Regions from separate parts of the Oryzias latipes genome. Here region 2 is linked to region 1. A link is a contact called in public Hi-C data. All regions are on one chromosome and are shown on one strand. Each heading gives the region's core, a stretch centred on a gene start, on an enhancer-like site or on the middle of the called end of the contact. The rest is flanking DNA. Distances are from core to core; before and after follow the strand shown.

The links. A called contact is a pair of places that touch in the nucleus more often than the background predicts.
Region 2: a contact with region 1 is called in a Hi-C map of embryo, with 2.2 times the contacts expected there. The contact joins the promoter of nrn1 here to the enhancer-like site in region 1. A contact is called at or near these places in 3 of 5 Hi-C or Micro-C datasets (embryo and gastrula embryo).

The regions. Positions count from the first base shown.
Region 1 is chr20:3,803,936-3,809,402 of ASM223467v1, forward strand. The region is part of intron 2 of lyrm4 (LYR motif-containing protein 4); the gene reads right to left. Among protein-coding and RNA genes, the nearest start is that of ppp1r3g, 19 kb to the left of the region's middle. Within about 2 kb of position 2,191, at least 2 of the 8 cell types and tissues checked have an H3K27ac peak or open chromatin away from gene starts, as enhancers often do. A contact at or near this core is called in embryo, where this site is marked.
Region 2 is chr20:4,003,740-4,008,864 of ASM223467v1, forward strand. nrn1 (neuritin) reads right to left here and starts at 3,092. Exons shown (of 3, transcript XM_011488681.3): 1 at 2,821-3,092. The coding sequence starts at 2,875.

The sequences.
Region 1 (5,467 bases), core at 941-3,440:
TCCACAGGGTTCCACATCACGATCCCCACCCAGAACCGCAGGCACGCTACCCCCCCTGTTGACCTTAGCTCTGCCTTCAACACCCTGACAGAAAAGCTGCTTTTCTGTCAGGGTGCTTTTCTGTCCAACCAGGCCTCAGCTCTGCACAGGGCTGTGCACTGACTCCCTTGCTCTACACCATGTGGATCTGTGATGCCATGTTTGGTGACGTCAAGACAGAGGAGTCCAGAAGCTGGGAGGGTGGTGTGAACAGTAGAACCTGGTCCTCAACATCTCCAAGACAGAGGAGGAGACAGTGGACTTCAGAGGGACGAAGATATGAAGGTAAAAATGCTCCAAAAAGAACGCGCTTGTAGATTTGATTTGAGAACTTGTAATGTAGAATGTGAAAACTTGTGCATCAAAAATCTGCATCTGTGTGTAAAAATCTTCTGCTGTGAACTGACAAATTTCCATTTGCATGAGTTCATTTAGAGTTACAACTTCAAATCTGTGATTACAACTGCTCAAATGTGCTTCTGTGTGTGCTCGACTCTGCTAGCTCAAATCACAAGTGCGCTACAACTGTGCTCTGAATTCGGACACATTCATTGCGAGAAATGTGGTCCGCCACAGCCGCGGGGAACGCGTTGATCTAATCTAATATATTGTTTTCAAATGTTAATACATATGATTTTATAATAAAGCTACTCAATACCACTGGCCCTGTTGTCCTGCTACAACAAAGATGATCTTCCTGTTGACGGTCCGTCCGCAGCCGTCTCGCTACAAGTCTGCATTTAAGCACGAAGAGATCATTTCTCATTAAAATGCAGGAAAAAACTGACTTTTTTCTTTAGAAATGCATTTGTAGTTCACTCTCTGTGTTAATACAAAATGACTGAGATACTTGCTGTCACATTTGAACGTTTATCAGAAGAGTTATTGAAGCAGGAAGTCCGAATCTGTGAAGACCTTTCTAACTTTCCCCAAGTCCTCTGAATCCTGCACTCTGATCGGTCGACTCCGCCTCCTCTAACCCCCCCGTTCCATTTTCGGACACAGATCAATTTTGACACAAGTTTCTCGCAAGGAATGTCAGAATTCAGAGAGTAGTTGTAGCGCACTTATGATTTACGCCAGCAGAGTCGAGCACACGCAGAAGCACATTTGAGCAGTTGTAATCACAGATTTGAAGTTGTAACTAAATGAACTCATGCAAATGGAAATTTGTCAGTTCACAGCAGAAGATTTTTTACACACAGATGCAATCTGCATCTGTGTGTAAAAATCTGATGCACAAGTCTCACATTCTAGATTACAAGTTCTCAAATCAAATCTACAAGTGCGTTCTTTTTAGAGCATTTTTACCTTCATACGAAGACAGCTTCACAAACCGTCTGTTTACTGCTTTTAAAAGCTGATTCTTAGATGATTCTCCACGACAGAATCAGCCGATTCCCATTGATCGGGTAAACCAGTGGTTCCGATCCGAACCGAAGGACAACTGGTACCGGGTCGCAGAGAGGAAAAAAAACATGAATTAAATTTATTTTAAATGTAACCTGTCTATAAAGGAAGTTTTATTTTGAAAAATTGCTGGATTCTCTCCACCGCGTCTGACTCGTTTTTGACGCATGTCAAGTCGCTCGGTCACGTGTGGAAAATCCATCCATTACATTCTTAAAGCGGCTGCAGCAACCGCTAAACTGAAACCTCCAAGCTGGCAAAGTTGACAAAAAACAAACATATTTGGAAAGTTCACTTCACGCTCACTTTAGTCTGGTACATGCATTAAACTGGTCTGTGACCTGGAAAAGCTTGGAAACCACTGGGGTAAACGGTCCGTTGTGTCTAAGAGTGTGTGTTATTTAGATGTTGTTGGGTTAAACTGGGATGTGTATGTATGGGTGAAACACACTAGTGAAACTGGAAACAGTCTTGTGGCTTCTGCAGAGGCTTGCTGAAGAGAGCAGAGGTGTGATCAGAGCATCGGCGGTCGCTCTGCTCATCTGCTGTACAGACTTGCAGCGTGTGTGGTGGTTTCACTGCAGCTCCAGCAGGGGGCGCAGTCCCTCCACACACCCGCTGGCCCACAGCTCATCACTTATTCTGCCGTCAAAACATTCACACACTCTCACTCATCGAGGAGCTCCTTCTGGAGGAGCCCCCCCCTGCGTGTGTGTGACCTCCTGATTGGCTGCGGTGAGGCGAGGGAGGCAGGGAGGGGCTGGAGGTGCGGCAAGGCGAGCGACTCTCTGAACCAATCAGCAGCCAGGAGGCCTGGCTCTCATGTAAATTGTTGCGGCTGTGGCTCCTAACAAAGGGATGGCCTCGCTCCGTCTCATCGTGTCTGCCCCCCTCAGTTTGCCGACCCCCCCCCCCCCCTTTTTAGCTGCTGCCACTTTGTGCCTCATGAATAATGAGAGGAAAGCTGCTTTGAGTGTGCAGCATTAAATCCTGCCATGTTTCTGCTGGGGCTCAGAGTCTGAGATGCAGAGCCACAGACACTTTTACAGGTTTTGTGCCCCACCTGACGACCATTGACGCCCCCCCCTCCTCTTTATGGTAACCTTACAGATTTATCTGAATAAAATCCAGACATGGATCCATGAATTCTCCTGAAGGAAAGAATTCTCCATGGATTCTGCAGCAGGTCCTTCTCAGAATGGATCAAAGTGGAGTGAGCCGACAGGAGGGTAAGGTGGGCATCAGGGCTGGCCGTGCCTACAGGCAGCTTTAAGATGCTCAATCATGTCTGGATAGCAGGCGGTGCACTGATCCTTGCTGACACCATTGGATCTACGTCTGTGCTGGAAATGCTGCAGTGGAAGACGTTGTTTCCTGTCAACCAGTCGGACCCCGTGTGGGAGAAAAGGTTGAAATGTCAAAGAAAGGTCACAGAATTTCTGGTAAGGGTCCAGAAAAAAAGGTCTTTAGGCAACAATCAGATCCTGACAGAGGGGAAGTTTAGATACAGTTTGGCAGATTGGAAAGAGGCCTCCTGCCCTCTGTGGACTTTCTGGTCCAGACCTGATGCTGCTCAATGGACTTCCAGCTGGCTGACATGGATAAAAAAAACAGCATAAGAAGAGCCCCCACAGAGCTGGGGAGTTAAAAAAAATACAACTTGAAAAGAAAGAAAAAGAAAATGAGGGAAAAGCAGACACAAACGAAAAGAACCCAAAAGACGAGAAGACACAGACAAGTACAAAGCCGTCACTCTGGGGCTCAACGAGGCCTTCGGGGGCCATGAGGCCTTCAGCTGTTCATGTGCAGCAAGAGGAAGGGGCACGTGACCCCTCAGGAGGAGTTCAGTAGAGGCAGAATGATGAAGGGGACCTCTGGTCTCAGAGCTGATGGTGAGATTTGGTTCATTTCAGAGGAAAAAAAGCTTCATTTTGATTTTTAACATCATTCATGTCACTGATGTCCAGGACTGAAGATTCAAAGCAACTGTTTTTGGAACGCCACTTCCTTCAAGTATCATGTGGACTTACAGGAACCACCTAAACATCCCCCTGAAGCACAAATAGACCCTCTCCCAACCTCTTCGACAAGTTAATGTTGCTTCTTGACCAGAAGGAGGAGATTCCACATCTCAAAAGCCAGATTTGGTCTCCGAGAATTTGGCTCCTCGTGCGGGGAGTGAGCCTGCAGGAAGGCAAACCCATGAACCCTACAGGTCATGTGGTCACCAGGTGTTGCTGACCAGCCCCCCCCTAAGGCCCGGCCTCCGGGTGGAGCCATGGTGACCCCAGCTCAGGGAAGGCCAGGACCTGATGTTACCTCCATAAGGTTCTTGTGAATCTCCGTTTGTCTGTACCAGGACCAGTTTGCCTTAGGAGACCCTTGAAGGACAGTTGACCTTGACAGGATGTCCTCCTGAGCTCATTCAAGCCCCCCCTACCTTAAGGTGACATTTGACATATGGAAAACAGCATTTTTTTTTTTTACAGCCCTGCTCTAGTCCTTTTCACAGCTGATTTAACTCAACAGAACTTTGATCTTCGTTAGAAGTGAACAGTGACAGCACACATATGGTTTGGCTCCTATCAAGCTTAGTGCATGTGACGTGCACTCCAGTGAGAGCCCCCCAAGAGAACTTTATTGGATGCTGTGTGACCAGAACGAACATTTTCCCTGTTCTTTCCATCCAGATGAAAGGAAAACACGTTTTTTCTGCCTGCAGGCGGATCCAGCCGTTCATTCAAACTACTCCAACGAGATAAAGAGGCGAAACCGCAGCAGAACCACACATCCAGACCCCCCACACACAAACACACAGCAGCACAGCTGGAGAAGTAATTGTTTCTGTGGAAACCCACTGGGCAAAGGGAAGTTAAGAGATGAGAAGGAAAAAAGGAGGGAGTTTATTATTGTGAGAAAAGACGACGTGAATCCTGCAGCTCCGTGGTTTGGAGGTGAGGTCGCTCTGAAATGGTGGGGCGCCCGCCTTTCATCTCCAGAACTTTATTGGAGAACATTAAAACTTGTAACCGCCACTGATCAGTTTTCACAAACTCTGTGGGCTGTAGCCGACAGCAGAGATCACATTTCCAGTTTGGTCTCTTCCCTGCACACAGCTGAAGCTCTTATTTCTCCAGAGACGACGGCTGCAGCTCTGCAGCAGACTCATGAGGTCCAGACGCTTTTATCAGAACCCCTCATCTGAGCTGCTGTAACGCAAAGACTCGGACATTCCACCCAGGAAACACATTCTAGAGATGAGTGTCACACCTTCACGGCTACTAAAGTGAAACTTTTAGGAGTGGCAGTAAACAGCAGACTCCACAGATTTGTTCCTTCTGTAAAAGAAATAAAAAAGCTTAAAGAATACGGCTGACCTGATTAAAAAATAACGTCTTCAGTGATGCAATAGGGAATCTGTTGGGTTCAGATCTTTAACAGCCAGAAGTTGCAGCTAAACTGAAACACTTTGGTTTGACTTTCAGTAAAAAATTCATCACGTCTGTGAAAGAAAATGCTGTTAAATTTAGACAAGCAGGCTGGATAAAAAAACGACTAAACAGCAGGAGTAGAAAACGGGAAGAAGAAATGAATAAAGGGGGAGAGAAGGGTTGCCAGGCAACAGTGGGACGAGGCAGGGTAAGAAGTTGGAATTTTGTGGGAATTTAAGAGGTTTATGAATTGAAAGCATTGGCTGTTTATGAGAACTGGAGGAGTGAGTGTGACATCACACATAAATGGTGTTTGAAGGCCCAAAGTGCTTTACAGACTGACCAACACTGGCGCCAACCTATAACCACCATGAGCAACGTGGGGTTCAGCGTCCTGCCCAAGCACACTTCGACACATGGGGGGGCAAGGCAGGAACCTAAGATCTTCCGAACTGGAGTACTTCAGTGGGACGGCCGTGGGGCTTTTATCTCACATTGGTCGGTTGCGATCAGACCAATCAGTAGGCTGCATTTGGAGTGGCGTTCTGCCTGCTGTCTTTAGTTTGTCCTTCACAAAGCTGCTGGGT
Region 2 (5,125 bases), core at 1,842-4,341, 200 kb after region 1:
TTTTCTTCACATTTCAGGATTTTTGTCTAACCACTTCAAAGTAAAAGCCCTGAAAAAAGTTTGCATTAATTGCAGCTTTTGTGCTAAATGAACAAACAATCTTAATAAACTGTTTGCAAAAACTAGACAGAATTCTTGGCTGGATCTGCCTGGGGGTCAGCAGGTGGCGCTGTGCTTTCATTCCGCCATATTAAACAAACCTGCGGAAAAACTGCACCTGGAAAAAGAATTTTAGTTTTAAAATGTCAGTCTTTTTTCTGAAAAATAATAAAACTGTTTAAATTTGGGGACAATTACTGAACAATACAGTTATTAAAAATAAAACCTTCACTTTTGATGGATGAGTATAAAACAGGATGTGAGAAATTACGGTTGCCAGGTTTGACAGCAGAGTGGACTAAAAACCCCTGATTATGCAGCCATTTCCATATTCTTTCCACACATAACATAAAAGAATATTACGAAATAAAAATGTAGAGCAGATTTTTACTGTTCTGCTAAAATCTGGATTTACATCAGACATTAGGGTGAGGACTTCTGTCAAAAGACTTTTTAAAAAGAAATAAAATTGTTGCTCTGTGTTTAAAAACAAAATAAAAGCTCTGAGATTAAAAGCATCATAACTGTAACCAAATAACAAATAAAATAAACAGAACATCTGGGATTTTTCACATCTGATGGTCACACAACAACTACTGCAAGACATTTTGATTTTCCTGTTCATCACACCTCTTAAAATGGCTTTTCTTATATTTAATCGGATTTTCATTTGGATCAGTAAGAGGTTCCGTTTTTTTAATTTGTGGCCTCATGATCTGATAAAATCAGATCTTATAAAATGAAAGAAAATCCAAACCTTCAAGCAGAAGTTTGTCCGTCCAAATATAAGAAAAAATCATCAAAGCTTCATTTATTCTTAACTAAAATTGTCCAATAAAAAGCAGCAGAAATTCAGTGGCGGAAATCCATGTGTTTCATTAAAAAAAGATTTCCGACTGAATCTGATTTTATAATAAAAAGAAGAATAAAAAACATGAAATTATAAAAAAGTTGAATTTTTTTAATTGAATATTTTTAAAAGAAGTATCTTTAAATTGTCAGAAAATCTATTTACAAATGTAGAATTTGTTTTTGTTTTCATGAGCTCGTTTGGACTGAATGGCTGAAGGAGTGAGGCTCCTCCTCCTCTTCCTCCTCCTTCACTGTACAATGAAGGCATTACATCACTTTACAAACCGGCCGCACGCGCGCCGCGTGAAAAATCCCTCCCTTCATATCTGAATGCTTTAAATGCTTTAAATAAAAGCAGGAAACAAAAACACTATTTTCTGAAGCATTTCCACTTCTTCTATTTAAATATACATTTATCTTTGCACAATAAAACGTATGTTGTTGTTTTATTTGTATTACTTGAAGCTTCGTTTTTGTAAATGTTCTCATTTTTACATTTTATTCCACTGCAGGTGAATTTTTTAACTGTGCTTATTTTTTGAAGCTACTGTCTGTCATTTTCTTCGTTTTTCCTCTTTTCATTCACTTTTTCTTTGGGGTTTTTTCGTGCACTCATTCACCCACGCGCACGCGCATGATGATGCGTGTAGAGAGGATGCCAAATCCGTGTGCGGGACTCCGCGCGGGCACACCCACCTGCCACGCGCGAGGCCCTATCCCCTGCATGAAAAATCTACACGCGCCCGCGAACCTAAAGGCACATTTATTTATTTCATTTATTTTGTTCGGAAGGTAAAGCGGCTGCGTGCGAACACGCAGCCAATCAACGTGCGGGAAATGCAAACTTTCATCTGCACAGAAAAAACGAATCAGGTGAGACGCGTGCACAGGCGTTTGAAGCGTGCGCGAGCCGAAAGCCACAGCGCCGGCGCCTCCGTGACCTTTTCTTTACACTTTCAAAGAAATAAAAAACCAAAGCAGAGGCCCTCACGCGCGCACAGGCACGCGCACAAAGCCTCGTTATGCAACGAAGCCGCAGAAAAGAACAAATGAAGGAAGAGCAGGCTCCAGCAATTAGCCGCATCCCGGGAGAATTTTCCTGATGAATGCAGCATGGGACTTCGACACAACGGCGCACGCAGCTTAAGCGCGCGTACACATTTTAGTAAAAGAAGGTCTAATGAAAGAAAGAAAGATACCATGTCCTGCACGCGCGATAATATTGCACCCGTCCCTCAATCGCCAATTGTCTGGAAAACAAAAGAAAGGTGTGATGTAGAATTTTGTTCTTTTGGAAGATTTTCGTTTCGTTTTCAATACGAGGCGGCGCGTGCGGCATTCTGCTACTGCGCCGCGCGCACTGCGGCGAAAGCTCCGCGCGCGCTTACAAGCACGAGATTTAATTTAAATGAACTCTGCGGCCTTTATTATTAAAACACAAATCTGATTGATTATTTTCTTTGCTAAAAAATCAGAGACATTGTTCTGATTCTGGTTTATATTATTTTTAAACTTTAAAACTCACAGTTTTAATGTAGAATCATTTGAATCTGCAGTTTTTTTCCTGTTTGGGACAATGAGGGGGTGGGGGTATTCCCCTCGTTAACGCGCACACACGCGCACCCTCAGTATGAAGCGGAGTTCTGTTCTTACAAGCTGCTGCTGCTTTAAACCCCAAACTACTAAAAATATTCCCGTAAATTAAAAACATATATAAATAGTTTAAAATACTTCCGGCCGCCGAGCAATAAACGAAAAAATACTAAATGCAACGAAAGATAACGAATATTTGATTTAAAAAAAAGATCTATGCTCAAATTTGGAATAAAAATGTATCCTGCTGTGCACGCGCCCGAATCCGTGACTTACCTATGTGAAAAGCCAAGAAGAGCGCGAGGCATCTGAAGGAGCAGCTTCCTCCCATCCTCCGCTCACGCGCGCACGGACCCACAGAGTTGGACAGCCGCAAAGCGCGTGCCGCGCGCACACGCACGCGCAAACTGCTACATCCAACACGAGACAGTTGTCCGCGTGCCTCCGGCTTCTCCTCTTCCTCCTTCACTCCTTTGGTTTGTTTCTTCGCGCCGTTCCTCTTGCTGACCGCCGCGCGCGCTGAGCTCTCAGAGCCTCTTTGGCGCGCGGACGGAAAAAGGAGTGAGGGAAAGAGAGAGAAAGGGAGAGGGAGAAGGCCCCTCCCACCATCCGTCATCAATATTTTCAAATTTGATCTTCAGATTTAAAAATGTCAAAAAGATGAAAAAGAATCTTATTTATTTTGTAAAATCAACTATACTGATGTATATTATTCTGTGACTCTATAGTTTAAAATATGAATTTGGATACTTTTCTGCAGTATATATATATATATATATATATATATATATATATATATATATATATATATATATATATATATATATATATATATATATATATATATTTATTTTATTTTATTTTTTTTGCTATTGCTATTGTTATTTTTAAAATGTACCAAGAAAATTCAAGATTATCATTTTTTTCAGGATTCAAGAAAAAAGTCATTCCAACCCTCACGCCATTTTTTGCTGATTTGATGTTTTTAACCATAAATATACAGATTAGAGGAGCATTTATTTTTGGTCAGAATTTGTGTGAATGGCTCATGACCATTTTCCTGTGTCTCTTTTTAATTTTTTTATTGCAAACACAATTAATATGTTTTTAAACAATTTCACGAAATAAAGATGCTTAGTGTTAATGGTTTTGAAAAGAGTTTACATTAAAAATGGAGAATAAAGGCCTACAGAGAGATTTTCTGGGACTGAAAATGACCATATTTGGGTAAGAGATAGATCAGATTAAAACATTGGGATTCATGTTTATATTATCTACAGTAGTCTGTTTTTTAAATGACAAAAATGATTAAAACCCCTAAAAATGACCGTGAAAGTCTTTCTGGTTAAAGCTTTCCAACCTGCTTCTCCTGGCAGCTGTTGGTATTGCAGTGTGAGGTTCTGCTGTGGTTTCAGCCTGCAGTGTGTTTATCATAAACGCAGATGGATGATTTAAAGGGCTCTAAGAAAGACAAATGTTGCAGACTTTAAGCTATTATTTTCACTATTGAACAATTACATTCAAAACTGTGTTGGAGAAAAAGGTTTGTTCCTGTTTGACCTTTTTGAATTTGTAACTGCTAGACAATAAATGTTGCTTTTGAAAAATAAGAAGTGCTATCCAAATAGAATATTAATAAAATGCATTAATAAATTATCTTCAGACTTAAAAATTAAATCAAACAACTCTATGAAAACGTTATGAGCGTGTGTGAGGATGAGAGCTGCTATGATGTCATCATAAAAACTTCAAGCTGCTGCTGTGGGAAATATGTTTAACCAAAAAAAAATTTTATATTTAAAAAAAATAAGAATAAATAGGAAAGAAAAAAACGATTATTTTGAAGAAAAAAAGATGCCAACTTCCGGTTACCTGGCGATTATTTTCTATTTTGCCCAAACGAAGAAGCTAAAAACTGTTGCTGTTAATCGAGTCCTGCAGACTTTTGGTTCATTTCATTCTAGTTTCTATTGCATTCAGTTGTTTTGTTGATTTTCTCCTCCTCGCTGTTTGTTTGTCATTTGCGTTAACTTAACTTCTTCTAAACTCCATTCCTCCTCCTCTGTTGTTGCAGACTGAGGCTTCGGCTGCAGCCCGCGTGCCTGCGTGTTTTTGGGATCAGAGAGGAGCTCGTGCGCACTCTCACGCTGACGTCAGCTGAACGTGGAACAAAGAATCTGCTGCATTTTTCACGCAGCTTTTCCCTGATGATGCAGCGCTGCAGCAGAGCGCGCACACGCACGTGCACATGCTCGCAAATCCCAGAACAGTTTCTATTGACTCCCCAGAGTGAAAGTCTTCACTTTGACCGCGGTGGTGCTTTCTTCCGCAAACGTCCACGCGGGAATTTGAGGACTTCATTTCACCTGAGGAAGCTCCGTGTGTGCGCGTGCCCGTGAGCCTCCTGTCCGACTCTCTCTTTGACTGTCAAATTCCATCTGTCCAGTCAGAGGCTAAGGCTGGGGCCGGCGTGCGCGTGCTCACCTCCTGCCCCGTGTGTGACTCAGGTCACTCGCGGGGCATGTTACCACTGCCCTCTGCTGGTGACTGCCCCAAACTGCAGCGGCTCTGTCAGCGTGGG